3 separate regions of the Sus scrofa genome follow, and all the other regions are linked to region 2. A link is a contact called in public HiChIP or PLAC-seq and promoter capture Hi-C data. All regions are on one chromosome and are shown on one strand. Each heading gives the region's core, a stretch centred on a gene start, on an enhancer-like site or on the middle of the called end of the contact. The rest is flanking DNA. Distances are from core to core; before and after follow the strand shown. Region 1 holds the start of VPS72 (vacuolar protein sorting-associated protein 72 homolog). Region 2 holds the start of PSMB4 (proteasome subunit beta 4). Region 3 holds the start of SNX27 (sorting nexin-27).

Evidence for each region. Promoter capture Hi-C pulls out the DNA fragments that hold promoters and counts their contacts. HiChIP or PLAC-seq counts read pairs in DNA pulled down with a chosen protein or histone mark.
Region 1: a promoter capture Hi-C map of liver shows a contact between it and region 2, with 2.3 times the contacts expected there. The contact joins the promoter of VPS72 here to the promoter of PSMB4 in region 2. A contact is called at or near these places in 1 of 5 promoter capture datasets (liver) and 1 of 2 datasets of contacts at active chromatin or transcription factors (alveolar macrophages).
Region 3: an H3K27ac HiChIP or PLAC-seq map of alveolar macrophages shows a contact between it and region 2. The contact joins the promoter of SNX27 here to the promoter of PSMB4 in region 2. A contact is called at or near these places in 2 of 47 Hi-C or Micro-C datasets (heart right ventricle and skeletal muscle) and 1 of 2 datasets of contacts at active chromatin or transcription factors (alveolar macrophages).

The regions. Positions count from the first base shown.
Region 1 is chr4:98,060,760-98,064,340 of Sscrofa11.1, forward strand. It overlaps VPS72 (vacuolar protein sorting-associated protein 72 homolog), which reads left to right and starts at 1,502. Exons shown (of 6, transcript XM_001929654.5): 1 at 1,502-1,730. The coding sequence starts at 1,614. It also overlaps a transcript of PIP5K1A not described here.
Region 2 is chr4:97,836,152-97,839,521 of Sscrofa11.1, forward strand. It overlaps PSMB4 (proteasome subunit beta 4), which reads right to left and starts at 1,758. Exons shown (of 7, transcript NM_001244455.1): 1 at 1,577-1,758; 2 at 1,128-1,334; 3 at 717-863; 4 at 498-579; 5 at 1-113. The coding sequence starts at 1,716.
Region 3 is chr4:97,619,521-97,622,895 of Sscrofa11.1, forward strand. It overlaps SNX27 (sorting nexin-27), which reads right to left and starts at 1,296. Exons shown (of 12, transcript XM_003125761.6): 1 at 796-1,296. The coding sequence starts at 1,106.

The DNA of each region.
Region 1 (3,581 bases), core at 252-2,751, 220 kb after region 2:
AATGTGAGGCTGTTAAAGGCAGGGAGAAGCTAAATGACTGATGAAGGATCTTGAAAGCTATGTTAATAGTAGTTATCCCCTACCAAACAAACATCTATGTGCTTATTACTGTGCTAAGTGGTTTACAAGGATTAGATATTTAAATCTTCTCAACCACCTAAAAGTGTAGGTATTCTTATTAGTGTCACTTTACAGATGAGAAGATTAAAATTCAGGGAGGCAAAACAACTTGTCCAAAGTCACACAGCTAGAAGACCTTAAACTCAAACTCAAACTCAGGTCTGGCTGGCTCTACAACTCAGCTCTCAGCCATGCTACTATTCCGCCACAAGAATTTTGGACTTTCAGGCAGAGAAGGACAAACATCAGGAGTTCCCGTCTTGGCTCAGCGGTTAACGAACCCGGCTAGAATCCATGAGGACTCGGGTTCAATCGCTGGCCTCACTCAGTGGGTTAAGCTGTGGTGTAGGTCACAGATGCAGCTCAGATCCTGCATTGCTGTGGCTGTGGTGTAGGGCAGCAGCTGTAGCTGATTCAACCCCCAGCCTGGGAACCTCGATATGCAGCGGGTGCAGCCCTAAAAAGAAAGAAAGAAAGAAAAGAAAATAATAAAATAAAATAGATAATCAGAAGTTGCTTTGTGTAGGTCGAAGCTCTGGCTTGGATTTGATCCCTAGTCCTGGAACTTCTGCATGTCATGCGGGTTGCCGAAAAAGGGGGAATTTTTTTTTTTTTTTTTTAATTTTACTTAAGGAGTTCCCATTGTGGCTCAGTGGTTAACGAGTCTGACTGGGAACCATGAAGTTGCGAGTTTGATCCCTGGCCTTGTTCAGTGGGTTAAGGATCCGGCGTTACCCTGAGCTGTGGTGTAGGTTGCAGAAGCGGCTGGGATCCGCGTTGCTGCGGCTCTGGCGTAGGCCTGCAGCTACGGCTCCGATTCGACCCCTAGCCTGGGAACCTCCATATGCCACGGGAGTGGCCCAAGAAACCGCAAAAAGACAAAAAAAAAAAAAAAAACAACTTACTTAAAAAGACGAATGGGTATATGTATAACTGAATCACTTTTCTGTACACCTGAAATTAACACAACATTGAAAATCAACTATAATCCAATATAAACTAAAAACTAAATTTAAAAAACATTTGGACTTTACCCTGTAAGTCGACAAGGAAGGAGCCATTAAAGATTTTTGAGCAAAAGTGTGACAAAATCTGGGTTTTTAGAAAGGTTCCTACTGGCAGCAGAGTGGAAAACGAACTGGAGCAGAGGGAGACTGACCTCTTCTAAATGAAAATTTCTTGGCTCCCGATTTCTGCACTCAGTGTAGCGGGGTTTCTGGGGGTCACCAAATCGAAGTATTTCACAGCCCAGATGGGCGCCGGAACTGGGGCGGGGAGCTTGGGGTAGTCTCTGCGCAGGCGTGGGCGGGGCTGAAGCCGTGAGAAGATTTCGGGGGCGGGACTAGGAATCTCTCGACGCTCTGCTACTTCTGCCTGTAGATGACCGGCTTCCGCCGTCGCATGCCGCCCGCAGGTAGTGGTGTCGAGAGCCGATCCTTGAGGACCGCGCTGTGTGAGGGGTTGCTGGTGGTGGCGCAGTCTGAGTAGGCACTATGAGTTTGGCTGGGGGCCGGGCCCCCCGGAAGACCGCAGGGAACCGGCTTTCTGGTCTCCTGGAGGCAGAGGAGGAAGATGAGTTCTACCAGACGACTTATGGGGGTTTCACTGAGGCAAGAGCCGGGCCCAGGAAGAGGGAGGGAAGGAAGCTGAAAGGAGTCCTGAAGGGAGAAACCTCGGACAAAGAAGGGGGTGGGGGAAGAGAGGATCCTTGGTAGCTGATACTCGAGATGGGGTGGGCGAGACTGGAGGATAAACTGGAGTCCTGGAAGGGAGAGTCCTGGATGGCTGAAACCTGCTGTGTACTTCCCCAGCTGCATCTCTCATTGCACTTCTGACGTCTAGCATACAGCACATCGTAGTCACGCGGTGTATGCTCGTTGGCCCACTGCCTGGTTATTCATCTCAAGTATAGAAAAGAAATCTCTCTCAAGAAAAAATAGAGGCACTTAGCATACTCCTTTTTCAGCTTTCAGATCTCGGTGTAAATGTCTCTTGGGTAAATAGCCTTTCCTTGATTGTGCTAAGAAGTTTCTCCCTATATATCTTTCGTAGAACCTATTTCGATTTGTAATAGCTTTTGCTGGCTTGTTTATACTTTTCTATCAGATTGTAAGCGCTTTAAGGTTAGAGATAATCTGTTTTGTTTAACAGTACACATGTCCAATGCCTGGTCCAGTGTCCTCATTGGGTTGGCACTTGTTAAATTTTATATTGATTGAATCTAACCGTTCATCAAATATATTAAACGCATAGAGCAAGCCAAGAACTGTGATAGGCTTTAGGGAAACAGAGTATTAAAAACACCACTTTGGGGAGTTCCTCTGTGGCTCAGCCAGTTAAGGGCATGGTGTCACTGCTGCCGCTTGGGTCACCTCCTTTGGCACCAGTTCAGTCCCTGGTGGGGAAGTTGCACATGGCTCCAGCGCAGCCAAAAAGAAAACAAACCAAAAAACAGACCCCACCATTTTGTTCTGACATATTCCAGATTCCAGTGGGGGAACTAGCTGAATTAAGTCAGTTTAAATTCCACATGGAGCCAAAGTTGTTTGGGATAGGCATCAGGATAAGCTGAGGACCATATGAAAAGTGGCCTTGGCTGGCTGAATAGTGGTAGGAGTAGGAGCAGGGGAAGGAGGAGGGTTGGTCCAGCGAGGGGGTGGGGCAGAGATGTATAAAAACGCTGAGATCCTTGTCAGGGACCTGCATATCTACTGTCATTATCCAGACCATGAAGGAGAATAAAGGTTGGTCAGGCTGGAGGGAGTAGGCGTGGGCCAGATCATGGAGGGCTTGTGAGCCATGTTAAGGAGTTTTGCTCTTCATCCAGAGGACTGAGAATATTTGTCATAGTTTTATGATCAGATTTGTACTTTATAAAGATCACTCTGTATTGTGGATTTGAAGAAGGCAGCGGGAGTAGAGAAACATGATCAGGAGGGTTCAGGAGAAATTAAGGAGAAATAGAATCCACAGGACTTGGTGACTGATTAGGAATCATCACAACAACCCCCTAAGCAAGTAGTTTAAAATAGAACTTTCCCATCCCTCCTCCAAAGGCCATTTTCCTATTCCTGTCATTTTACGAGTTGTTATTTAATATGTACCCTTCCTTCTTCCAAAAAGGATTTAAGGAGGCTTACGATATAAACAAAAAGTAGGAACAGTAAAAATAGAGACAGATCAGAAGTAATTGTACCAAGAGCCTCAGCTAAAATGGTAGTAGCAATTGATTTTAAATTTAGCTGTGAGCTTCCTGGCAGCCAAACCCTGAATTTCTTTTTTCAGTAGGAAAGAAGCATACAAGTTCTTTAAGAGAGACAAACTTATTCAACATTAAATCCTAGGGAGAATTGCGTCCTTATATATAAAGTAACAGGGGTTTGGTAGATGATGTAAAAACAGTCTCTTGATTAGTCATGTCTATTAATGACCCTTGATAAAAGCCAAAGGAATGGTAGTAA
Region 2 (3,370 bases), core at 508-3,007:
TTATAAGAACGGGCATCTCGATAGTACAGCACTCGCATGCAGCGTTCCACTAGCTCTCGGGCCTCGGCCTGGCTCAGCACTGGCTGCTTCTCCAGAACTTCTCGCAACAGAGGCTAGAGAGATCAGAGGGAGAAAAAAAAAAAAAAGAAAACATGGGAGATATGAGGGGCTGAATGCCAGGCAATTTGACGCAAATCCTTAATGTAAAAGGAATCATAAATGAGTGAAAAGGTGACATTCATTATTGCCTCACCAGCATGAACTGTTTGTGCTAAGACCCACTTGAAAGGGAAATTCTAGAGTGTCCTCTCTTTGCACATGTATATTGACTCCTGGACCTATCACCTTGACATGGTCTCTGGACCACAAAGAAAACCATCTGCCCAGCAGTAGGGATCCTAGCCTGTTCCTCATGTCAGAATTGCAAGGGTAGACAACCACTAATCCCTATTGCCTTCTGTCTTCTTCTATCCCTCATCCCTCAACCAACTACTTACCTGAGCCAGGTATGCACCATAACCAGTGGCCAGCGAAGGGGCTTCATAGGCTACACCAAGCATGTCCACGTAACCCAGGAAGCTAACAGGACACAATAGGTCAAAGAACTCATTTCACCTTAGGTTTCTATATGTTAGCTGAAGGATGGGACCAAGGGGTCTGAGTCAGAAGTGGGATTCACTCAGGGAGAAGAGATAGTTATTTGTATTCAAATCAACCTCTCTCCATCAGCATAGCCTCCGATGACCATGGTGTTCCACAGGGGGTTCATCTTGGAGCGGCGGCTGTACATGGCCCTGGTCAGCCACGAATGGATAGCTTTAGGACTATAGCTGTGTCCATCTCCCAGCAGCTCCTCATCAATCCTTAAAAAGAATTGGTTGTGAGAAAAGGGAGAGAACAGAAATCGGGTTTTCCATCCACCCCCAAAAGATGTGACCACAATCTTCCCCTCTTAAACCCACTAAAATAAACTATTTGCAAACATCCTCGAATCTTTCACCCCCCAACAAGTCTCCCCATCCTCTACTGCAGCTTCAAGTTCCTCCACACTAGAACATCTTGATGGGATAAAAACAGTGGATTCCCCTCCCCACCTGGGAACTACTCCTATTCTCTAGATGACTTACACCATTTGGCCGAGAACTTGCTTCAAATATTGGAAATCAGCGTAGTCTCCTGAAGCACCCAGCATGGTGCTGTTGTTGACTCGCATAATGCGAGAGATGTTGCGGAAACGAGCCAAGGAACCATAGGAGCCCAGCATGTCTGCTGCAATCACCACTCCGCCCTCAAACTTGACTCCCAGAACCGAGGTCCCGGTCACCATGGGGTTCCTGGAGATAAAGAAGGGTCTGGCGAGAGGTGGAGGAGAATAGCCTAGGCCCGCTTCCCGCTCTGTGGGTTCCGCTTCTGACTTTCCATGGCTCCTTTCATTCTCCAGGCCCTACTCCTCGAGCTGTCCCGCTGTTAGCGCGCCCGGGGGTCCCCGCCTCGCCTGCCCTGGCTCCCCGAACCAGCCGGCCGCACCAGGCCCCACGGTCTCTCCCCCGCCCAGGCTAAGACGCCAAGAGCTTACTGGGTGCGCGTAATCGGACTCCCATAGAGCACGGATGCCGGGTCCACGATGGATCCAGGAGTGGGAGGAATGCGGTAGAACTGTCCAGGAGCCGGACCCCCGGCCCAGTGTCCCGACCGCGACTCCAAAATCGATTCCATCTTAGTCACCGTAGCTCAAGAAATGAAAGCGTTTGCGCCGACGGAAGCGGAAGTGATCCTTCAGTGCCACACCTTCTTTCTTCCTGAAAGCCACTTCCCGCAGCCATGTTGTTAGGGTCGGGACAGACCGTATGAGCATCCTGGGTGGCGACCGAAACCCAGAGATTTGGAATTGCCAGGCGTCGCATACGTAGCGGTAGAGTCTAGACTAGAACAATGTTCTGATGCTCAAATTCAAGGAGGGAGAGGGTGGTGTGGCAGATGGGGAGGGGGCGGGCTCGTCAAGACTCTGACCTGAGCGAGGAGGCAGGAAGTCTCCTTTCCTTTTTGGATCCTTATCAAAAAGCCCACACTTTAGGAGTTTCCGTCGTGGCTCAGTGGTTAGCGAACCCTACTAGCATCCATGAGGGTTCGATTCCTGGCCCCGCTAAGTGGGTTAAGGATCCGACCTTGCCGTGAGCTGCGGTGTGGGTCGCAGAGGAGGCTTGGATCCCGCGTTGCTGTGGGTCTGGGGTAGGACGGCTGCTACAGCTCCGATTGGACCCCTAGCCTAGGAACCTCCATATGCCCCAGCTGCGGCCCTAAAAAGACAAAAAAAAATAAAAAGAAAAGAAAAGCCTCACACGAAACTAACAGTGAACCCAGGATCTCTTAAGTTCTGTATTTCTCAAAGCAGCCTCATGTGGCATATTCGACCCATTTTATAGGTAAGAAACAGAGACTTGAATAGTGATTTACCTGATCACACAGCAAATAATGGTAGATCTGAGTCTAGGAATCTTACAGTTGTGCGTACCTTGCGGTGTATAATATCTCAGGTGGGTCACTCACTGTGCAGAACCTTCGACAAATCTCTGAAAGTTACCTAGTTGTGAAATGCTCTTACCTACCTCTTAAACAGCAGAAAAATTCCATTGCCTGTGGGAATGTAACTAAATTCCAGGCGTTCCCTTCTCAATGTGGTTCTGTAGCAGGGGCTGGAAGCAGTGTCTAGAATCAAACAGGTGAACCTAAACCTGATAGTTTGCCACTCCTCCCTACACAATTAGATTTTAAATTATTGACTCAGCGGGAAACCAAATCAGTTTTGTTTTTTAAATTCCCTGAGTTAATCTGAACCAAAGCAACGCATGAAATTTTAGCCTAATTGAAATAAAATATTTTATTAGGTCATGAAACCCTGGAAGGGAAGGGTCAAGGTCTTGTGTGAGAGACAACCAGCTGTTGCTCTTTGTATCATCTTTTGGCTGAAAACTAGGTAGTTGATTTCTTCTTCTAATAGCTCATTAATAATCATATTTGTTTATTCGTCTTCTTTATTATTATTTATTTACTACCAATTCTAATTAATAGCCACCTCCTCCCAAACTCCATATTCCAGGTGAATCTTACTTACTCAGAGACTTACTTGGACAATTAGCAGCTATCTGTTGTTATGACAGAAAGCTTAATGGGATTCCTCCAAAACCACTAGAATACCTTGCTTTCATAGCTACCTGAGCACTCATCATATGAACTTTAAAACAATTAGCCAGCAATTAACTGTCTATATTCTTGTTAAGATGTGGCCTGAGGTGGCTTGCTGGTTTCTGGGCTCCCTCCTTTTCAGTCCCTGGATTAATTAACGCTGTGGTAGGGCTAGTGCCAGGTCCAG
Region 3 (3,375 bases), core at 46-2,545, 220 kb before region 2:
ACAGGGATGCTCTCAGAGGGATGTAGTGATGGAGACCCTAGAGTCAAAATCCTGGTGTAATATGGGAATTACGGTGGAGAGAAACTATCATGTCAAAGACGACACCATCATTTGGGGGGGGGGCAGAAAAGAAGGTATTCTCGGAGTACGAATACAACACGAAGGGGAGGAAAGGGGCACACAGCAGGACAGAAAAATACAGGGAGTGCTTAACCATAAGGAGAGGGTAACTAAGAAAAGAAAAAGAGTGCGGCGTGGAGGGACGTTGTTGCGGGGGGCGCGGGGGGCGGGGAGTAGGAGCGACCAAAGGTCCCGCCTACTTGCTCTAGAGGGGAGAGGGGACGGTCCAGGGGGCTGAAAGGAGTGGTGGAGAACAAGAAACTACGATGCTCAGGATGAGAACTTAGGGAGGAGGCACTGTGGCTGGGTCAGAAAAGGAAATGCTGTCAGTTAGAAGCAGAAGAGAGTCAATATGAGGAAAGCGAGGGGCACCGAGGAGCAGAAAGCCGCATGCCAAAGGGGAAGGCAAAGGGGCAGAAAGGAAACCAAAGGAATGGGGGCAGGGGTAAAAGCAGTACGGGCAACGGGACACACACCGGAGATTACAGGGAGAGAGGTGGGGGTCCCAGAAACCCAGGGTGTGGGGAGGTAAAAGGGTCAAGCCTCATGGAGAGGCGGGGGTCCGGAGGGCCGGTTCGGCGGTTGCGGGGAGGTGCGGCCTGAGGGTGACAGGGGTAGAAGGAAAATGCAGGGACAGGCGGAGGGGATGGGGCGGTGAGCAGCCCGGATACTCACACCTCCAGAATGCGGTCCCCCTTGCGCACCCCGGCCCGGTCGGCCGCCCCCCCGGGCAGCACGGCGCTCACATGCTGCAGCGGCGCGTACAGCTCCCCGTTGATGCTCCGCAGTTGCCCGCCCTCGCTCACTTGGCCCCGCACGTTGAAGCCGTAGCCGGACTCGGACTTGACAATGCGCACGACCCGCGGGCCGCCGCCTCCCCCGCCGCCGTTCCCGGCGCAGTGGAGCCCAGACCCTCCACCGCCGCCGCCACCTCCGTTCCTGTGAGGGGCTGCGGGGTGAATCCCTTCCCCGTCCTCGTCCGCCATCTTGCGAGCTGAGCGAGCTGTACTCCCACCCCGCTACGCCTCCACTCCCTCCGCGCGTGCTCGCCCTTCTCAGCAGCCGCGCGACCTCCGGCGCGCGCGCTCGCTCTGCCGATCGCGGGACCGGAGTTGGCCACCGAGCTGCCGGCGCGGGCTATGGGGAGGCAGGGGGCGGGGGTGAAAGAGGACGGTTAGACACCGTGAAGCCTCCTGGGAGATGTAGTTTCTGGATGGTGAGGGCTGTGGGGGTAGGGCTAGGCCCAGGACGGAGCTGAAGTTATATGACGCAATTTCGGGCGCAAAGCCTGCTGGGGGTTGTAGTTCGCCCTTTACGCTTTTTTTAGGAGTTTCCTGTTGGACCGTGAGCTGCCAACCCAGCCTCGAGTGTGGCTGACAGGTTCAGCTGTTGAGGTGGGACAAGTTTTATTTTTCTCCTTTCATTTAGTGGCCTCTAAAAACAATAATATTAGGACAAATCGACGTCTGCGATTCAACACAGTCTTAAATTGTAACAACTCGTTTGCTCAATAACTTTGTTTCTACGTTGGTAATTTTATTCCACAACCCCAACAATCTTGTGAGACAAATGGAACATGAATTCATTTCTCTATTTCACGTATTAGGAAACCGAACCAAAGTGAGCTATTAAGTAATAGGAACTAAAGCCCAGTTATTTTTGTGCAACATTATTTTTGTATACCGCAACTACCTAAAAACTATGCCCCACGTATGTGAAAAGCATATGTAGGAGAAACTGTGGTCCCAGTGATTTAGACCTGGATATTAGAGTAGGCCAATTAATCATTTCAGTTTGCAATGATTTGGAGGTTTGGGTGTTTTTGCTTTTTAATTTAAAAATATTCATATATATATTTTTTAGTTGAGGTATAGTTGAAATACAATATTGTGTGTCAGGTATAGTGATTCGCAATTATTAAAGATTATACTCCATTTATAGCTATTATAAAATATTGGCTCTATTTCCTGTGCCACACAGTATATACTTGTAGCTTATTGATTATATACACAGCAGTTTGTACCTTTTAATCCCCTACCACTATTGTGCCCCTCCCTCATTCTCTCTCCCCACTGGTAACCACTAGTTTGTTTTCTATTATCTGTGCGTCTTTCTTTTTTGTTATATTCACTAGTATTTATTTCTTAATTCCACGTATAGTGATAACAGACATTATGGAGCAATGATTTTGAAGTTAACCTTTATTTGAAATTCATTTTGTTCTTCCCATCATCACAGTGGAGTTCTTTTCTTTGTCTTTTTTTTTGCTTTTTAGGGCCACACTTGTCAGCATATGGTGGTTCCCAGGCTAGGGGTCTAATTGGGGCTATAGCTGCCAGCCTGTACCACAGCCACAGTAACACAGGATCTGAGCCAGGTCTGTAACCTACACCACAGCTCATGGCAATACCGGATCCTTAACCCACTGAGCAAGGCCAGGGATCGAACCTGAAACCTTATGATTCGTTTCCGCTGTGCCGCAATGGGAATTCCCAAGTTCTTTTTTTTTTTTTTCAATGGCCATACCTACCGTGTATGGAAGTTCCCGGGCCAGGGACTGAATCCAAGTTAAGCTTCAACCTGTGCCACAGCTGCTGTGGCAATGCCAGATCTTTAACCCACTGTTCCAGGCCAGGGATGGAACCCTTGCCTCCCCAGTAACCTAAGCCACTGCAGTTGGATTTTTCTCTTTAGGGCCACACCTGCGGTGTATGGAAGTTCCCAGGTTAGGGGTTGAATCAGGGCTGCAGCTGCTGGTCTACACCACGGCCATGGCAACACCAGATCCAAGCTGCATCTGCGATCTATGCCACGGCTTGTGAGAACACTGGACACTTAACCCAATGAGTGAGGCCAGGAATTGAAACTGCATCCTCATGGATATTAATTGGGTTCTTAACCCACTGAGCCACAACAGGAACTCCTGCAGTTGGATTTTTAATCCACTGTACCACAGCAGGAACTCCAAGAGTGGAGTTGCTTGCAAATGGCAGCAATTCATGTTTTTTGGTTATCTACCCCACCACAAACTTACAGATATTGTGCAAAATGTCTGGCAAAGGCAAATAAGAATAGCAAGAGAAAAATGATGAAAAACAGCTTACTTAAGTACTTACTGCTCAAGTCTGGTATTTGATTTTACCCTACTCTAGGCTAATAAATTAGTCTGTTACTGTTTCGCGGATGCCGATAAAAGGCATAAGATTCCTGGATCTGAGTCAAAGGATTTTTACTCTCGACCTGTATAGGGAGAAA